Linked DNA regions of Mus musculus: region 1 is linked to region 2. The links are chromatin contacts, called in public Hi-C maps. All regions are on one chromosome and are shown on one strand. Each heading gives the region's core, a stretch centred on a gene start, on an enhancer-like site or on the middle of the called end of the contact. The rest is flanking DNA. Distances are from core to core; before and after follow the strand shown.

The links. A called contact is a pair of places that touch in the nucleus more often than the background predicts.
Region 1: a Hi-C map of centroblasts shows a contact between it and region 2, with 2.1 times the contacts expected there. The contact joins two enhancer-like sites. A contact is called at or near these places in 4 of 39 promoter capture datasets (the HPC-7 cell line, cranial neural crest, frontonasal cranial neural crest and 1 more), 30 of 484 Hi-C or Micro-C datasets (B cells, the C10 cell line, CD4 T cells and 20 more), 6 of 115 datasets of contacts at active chromatin or transcription factors (bone marrow-derived macrophages, embryonic stem cells, extraembryonic endoderm stem cells and 2 more) and 3 of 9 other capture datasets (adipose tissue, embryonic stem cells and liver).

What each region holds. Positions count from the first base shown.
Region 1 is chr9:90,059,304-90,062,003 of GRCm38.p6, reverse strand. Ctsh (cathepsin H) reads right to left here. Exons shown (of 12, transcript NM_007801.3): 2 at 1,494-1,525; 3 at 380-485. Among named protein-coding and RNA genes, the nearest start is that of Ctsh, 6.4 kb to the right of the region's middle. Within about 2 kb of position 1,328, at least 95 of the 459 cell types and tissues checked have an H3K27ac peak or open chromatin away from gene starts, as enhancers often do. A contact at or near this core is called in B cells and centroblasts, where this site is marked.
Region 2 is chr9:89,845,050-89,847,749 of GRCm38.p6, reverse strand. All of the region lies in intron 3 of 4930524O08Rik (RIKEN cDNA 4930524O08 gene), which reads right to left. Among named protein-coding and RNA genes, the nearest start is that of 4930524O08Rik, 20 kb to the right of the region's middle. Within about 2 kb of position 1,374, at least 4 of the 459 cell types and tissues checked have an H3K27ac peak or open chromatin away from gene starts, as enhancers often do. A contact at or near this core is called in B cells and centroblasts, where this site is marked.

The DNA of each region.
Region 1 (2,700 bases), core at 79-2,578, 210 kb before region 2:
GTGAAGCTGGATGACGGCAGAGACTGCTCATGGGCTCAGAGCAGTCTGAGGTTGCGGCAAGGCCTCACATCAACCCAGACAGATCTTGGTTGTGTGTGCTGTACCCTCAGATGAGAGGGGTAGGGCAGGACTTCTCTAGAGTCTTTTGTAAACTTCTCTACTCCCGCAGAAGATTACCAGTACCATCTACATTTATATCCTGTACAGAACCCGGATTCCCCAAAGACATCCCTGATTCTGAGTCTCTGCTCTCTATGCCTGTTAGCCCTGAGCAGGTCCTTTTTACCAGCCTATGCCACTACTCATTTTCTTTCCAGATCTGAGGTGTTCCCACCCCATCTTCTCCCAGAGGCCTGGAGGAATCAGGGCTTCCCAGTACTTTTAAATGTGTGGTTCCTCTGGTTGTGGGCTTGAATCTTCCTCCAGTTGTTGGCAAACATCTGCAGTCTGTGGTTGTACTCCACCGAGCTGTACGTCTTTTGATGCTAAAACAAAACAGGTCCTGAGAATAGGTGAGTGAAACTTACCAGAGGGGGTCTTTTTAGAGACTTCCCCATCCCCCCAGCACTCCTCCAGGGTGTCATGGATGTAGACTGATGTCAAATGTCCCTAGACAAAATGATCACGAACATCTAAGATTCCTATCCTACCTCTACCTCCCAAGTTCTGGGATTACAGGCGTGTGTCACCATGCCTGGATTACATGGCGCTGGAGATCAAAGTGGAGTTCTGCGCAAGCTAGGCAAGCACACTACCTACTAAGCTGAATCACCAGTCCATGGGGATTTTCATTCTGCCACTATCTCAGGACAGATCTACAGTTAGATGAGTCTCTGTTCTTGTTCTCTACTGCCAATATCAGGAAGTTATAAAGGACCTGTGGCTAGAATGAAGCCCACACAACTGTCAGGACATCAGTTAAGAGTTCAGGAGAGCCAGGAAGTGGTGGCTCATGCCTTTAATCCCAGCACTTGGGAGGCCGAGGCAGGCGGATTTCTGAGTTTGAGGCCAGCCTGGTCTACAGAGTGAGTTCCAGGACTGTCAGGGCTACACAGAGAAACCCTGTCTCAGGAAAAAAAAAAAAAAAAGTTCAGGAGATCCCAGTGAGGAGACCTGCCAAGAGTAGGTAGCCCGCAGACACCATGACACATTGCTGAGCCAAGTGTATGGCTGACCCACCATTTTCAAAGCTGTACCTACTGATTTTCCCAATAGATTCTCCAGCCACTGTGCAAAGTGCTCTGAAGACAAGCCACAGTAATGAAGAGAAGGCATGGAAGGCTTCTGCCAGGCTCATTACTGGGCAGCACTATTTGGAAGGTCACTTCACTGTCTCCTTCCTGGAGTTTGGCCAGTATGAATCATGGAAAGACCCGGGATAGACAGAGCAAGGTTGGACAAGTGCTCTTTTGTCTCAAATCTGATTCAGTTCAGTTTGCTAACTGGAAGCTTTGTGACAAGAGAAACTTCAAAAGAAGAAGTTGGTCACTGACCTGTTTCATCCATGACTTAAAGTGAAACTTTTCTGTAAAGAAAAAAAAAGAAAAAGTTATGTTTGCACATGCCTCGTGATCTTGTTGAGGCTACAGCCTAGTAGGGCACTGGAGAGCTAATTTGCATTTTATTAATTTATCATTATTACTACTATTATTATTATTGTGAGACAGAGTCTCACTCGGTAGTCTCGACTGGCCTCAAACTCATAGAGATCTGCCTGCCTTTGCCTCAGAGGGCAGGAATTAAAAGTGTGTGCCACCACACCTAGCTGATTTGCATTCGCAAAAATAGCAAAGTGGAGGTTGGGGTGGGTTATCTAAAGCTTGAGTTCGAAAAGGAACTCAGACTCTTTCTGCTTTATTGCCACAAGAGATTTTGAGAAACTGCTGTTTATAAGTGGTATGTGGGGGAGGTGTGTAACCTTGTGTGCGCATGTGAAGGCCAGAGCTGACTAGATGCCTTCCTCTTTCTCTCTCTACCTTATTTCTTGAGACAGAGTGTCTGGAAGAACCCGGAGCTCAGCTATTTGGCTATACGGGCTGGCTAGAAAGCCCCGGGATCCTTCTGTCTCTTCCCTTCAGCTCTGGGGTTATAGGTGTGTGCCCCACATCTGACTTTTTATGTGGGGCTAGGGATCAGAACTCAGGCCCTCACACTTGGGCCATAAGCACTTTACCCACTGAACACCCCCATCAGTGGTATATGTAAAAGTTTGAAATTATATTGATTGATGTGTGTGTATGTGTGTGTGTGTGTGTGTGTGTGTGTGTGTGTGTGTGTGTGTGTATGTGTGTACGTGTCAGAAGCTAGCTTTTAAGAGTTGGGTCTTTCCTTTCACCAAGTGGATTGTAAGGATCCAACCCAGGTCTCCAAGTTTGGTAGCAAGTGCTTGGAAAAGCAGAGATCAGTCAAGAGAAAGATTTCCAGCTTTCATGAGCTGTGAGCCTTGCTCGGGAGGATTTGTGTTGATGCAGCTTTGTTATTTCCGTTCCTGTAACTAATTCCTTACCCACACTCCAGGAAGTCATCCCAGTACAACTCCCTGGCTCATCAAGTTGGACTTTAGTAGTATTCACTTTGTCCTGTCACTGATTCTCTGTCTAGGGTGAACAGGTTTTTTTTTTTTTTTTTTTTTTTCTCATGTCTAGTCAGAAATAGAATTTTGGAGTATTGGGGATATTTTATTGTTTCATGGGGTACAAT
Region 2 (2,700 bases), core at 125-2,624:
AGAACTTGTAGCCACCCGTGAGTCTCCTGCCTTCCCTCCAGTGGAGAAATGTTTCAATTGGAAGGAAATTTCTACACAACACATGGGGTGGAACTGATATATGACTATGTCTATCATTGGAGCTATCTGGTTTACCCAGGGCATGTTTGCTTGGTTAATATGTTTCCTTGTCTTGGCCTAGAGGAGGAGGGAAGGTTTGGGAATCTAGCAGAGATAGTGAAATGAGGAGAATGGAGGGATGTTAAAGACACTGTCTTCTCTCTGATCACCTCCAGGTGCGTTTTCTGGAAGGGGAATGTTTTGAGTAGGGCCAGGAGGCAGAGGAGTCAAGATTATGGAAGATGTGATGTGTCCCCATGTTACTTTTCTATTGCTTATGCCCAAAATACTCAAGAAAATCAACTTAATGGAAGAAAACTTTGAGCTCATGGTCCTATTGCTTCTGGGATTGTGAGAAGACAAAGCTTCATGGGAAAGAACATGTGGTAGAATCAAGTTGTTCACCTGAAGGCAAACAGAAAGCAGAGAGCAAAGAGGAAGTGGCCACAGACAAGATACAGCTCCTGGATTGGCTGGTTTTATGTGCCAATTTAACATGAGCTAGAGCCATCAAAGAGGAAGGAGCCTCAGCTGAGGAAAGACTCCATGAGATATAGCTGAAGATACTTTCTCTGTTAGTGATCAATGGGAGAGGGCCCAGTCCATGGAAGGTAGTACCATTTCTGGGCTGGTCATCCTGGGTTTTGTAAGAAAACAAGGAGAACAAGTCAAGGATAGCAAGCCAATAAGCAACACCTCTTCATGGCTTGTACATCAGCTCCTGCCTCCAGGTTCCTGCCCTGTTTGAGTTCCTGTTCTGATTTCCTTCAATAGTAAATAGCAATATTGAAAAAAGTCAAAGAAGACCCTTTCTCCCCATCTTGCATTTTGGTTAGGGTGTTTCCTCACAGCAATTGAAACCCTAACTAAGGCATGCCTCCGAGGGCTTCATTTCAACCAGGTTTCACCTGCTTCAGTTTACACTGCTACAAGGTAGTTCATCAGATGGTAAGCCCATTGATGAGTATACTAGCCCTCTGGCGAAGTCAGAACCCTCAAGACCCAATCACTTCTCAATTGCCCCACATCTGAACACTGTGCATGAGGACAAGCCTTCAAGATACAAGTCTTTGGGGGGGGGGTTCTAGATCTAAACTATGATAGGTCCTAGGATGCAAGTTGACTCAGGGCCTGATGGGTGGGCAAGAATGGGGATGAAGGAGACTACTGTAAGAACTCAACCATGAAAGAGAAAGTGGCCTGACCCTAGATGGTGACAGTCAGTTGTGAAGGATGGCTAGATAGTTCTCCCCAGGGAGAGGAATGATCAAAGAGGAAGTTTACAAAGGCCATGATTGTGACTGTATTCATAGAGTCTGAAGCTCTGACCTGGCTATCTGTAAGTGACATACCATCACTGCTAGGAAAGGGTAGGTCATGGGTGAAGGACAGGGAGTCACATGGTTTCAGCAGATGGTGGACACAGCTCCCACTCCCATCCTCAGCTTGGTGGTGAACAATAAGGTAAATCACAGATGTGGAGATGAGCTGTCTAAAGTCCCCTGTTTCTCCCAGGAGTGGAGGCTGTGGAAGTTGGTGGATAAGGGTACAGGAAAGTTCTTCCTTGGTCTTGTACCCACCATTGCTTCACTGCACAGTCAGTGGTATTTTGGTACCTTTTGCATTTGTGGCTGCTCTGCTGTTGGAAGAGGGCAGCCTTGGGGCTTTGCATAATACCCAGGGATAGAGGCATCAGCGTGAATCTCAACAGACCCACATCATGGACTCAATTACTGTGACCCACGATTCCTCAAGCCACATGAGACCTTTCTGTGTTTGTTTTCTCTGTTCCCGTACTAACAGTCCTGTTCAGATGCAATCAGAGTCTGGCCTTGATACTGGTGACAGGTGGGCACCTGCAGCTGGAGTCTGTTGCTATAGCAACAAGTAGGGAAAACTGCCCCAGAGCGCTGATTTGTTTAGCCCCCAGGGCCAGTCCACTTTCCCATCATTAGCCACTGTCTGAGAATGTCTGGGTTCTTCCAAAGCAGGAACCTCAAATGGGCAGGAAATCAGAGGTGTTTAGCTGACTATATTGTCTTATTCCTTTCTATGTAATTACTCCCTACCACCAGCAACAACTAGGCAATTTCCTGGCTCCTGGTACATTAGTAACAGTCATCCAAAAGGTGGCCCCACATCTTGTAGCTATTGGAGTAGCTATGGGGAATAAGACCTGCTAGTGTGAGCCAGTTTCTGGGATCTCAAAATTTGTGGAGCTTCTCTGTGTGAACTAAAGGTGGCCATGGGGCGCCTTGCTTTTTTCCAGCTGCTATGATGAGTGTATTCCATACATCAGCAGCTTAAACAACAGCCAGCTGTTTTCTCCGTATTCTGGTGGTTGGAAAGTCCAGTGAAGATGCTGGCCCTTCGGGCTTCTCAGGACTCTCCCAGCTCACAGATAGCTACCTTCTCCTTGCACTCATGTGGTTGCTCCTCTAAATGCTTTTGGGGCAACATCAAGCTGCCTGGCCTTTTCTTTATAGATCTCTACCCACCCTCATCATCTCATCTAATTCTAGTTGTTTCCCACACTACCATATGGCAGGTTAAATCGTCACCGTATGAGTCCTTGAAGATAACAGATACTTAACTCCTAAC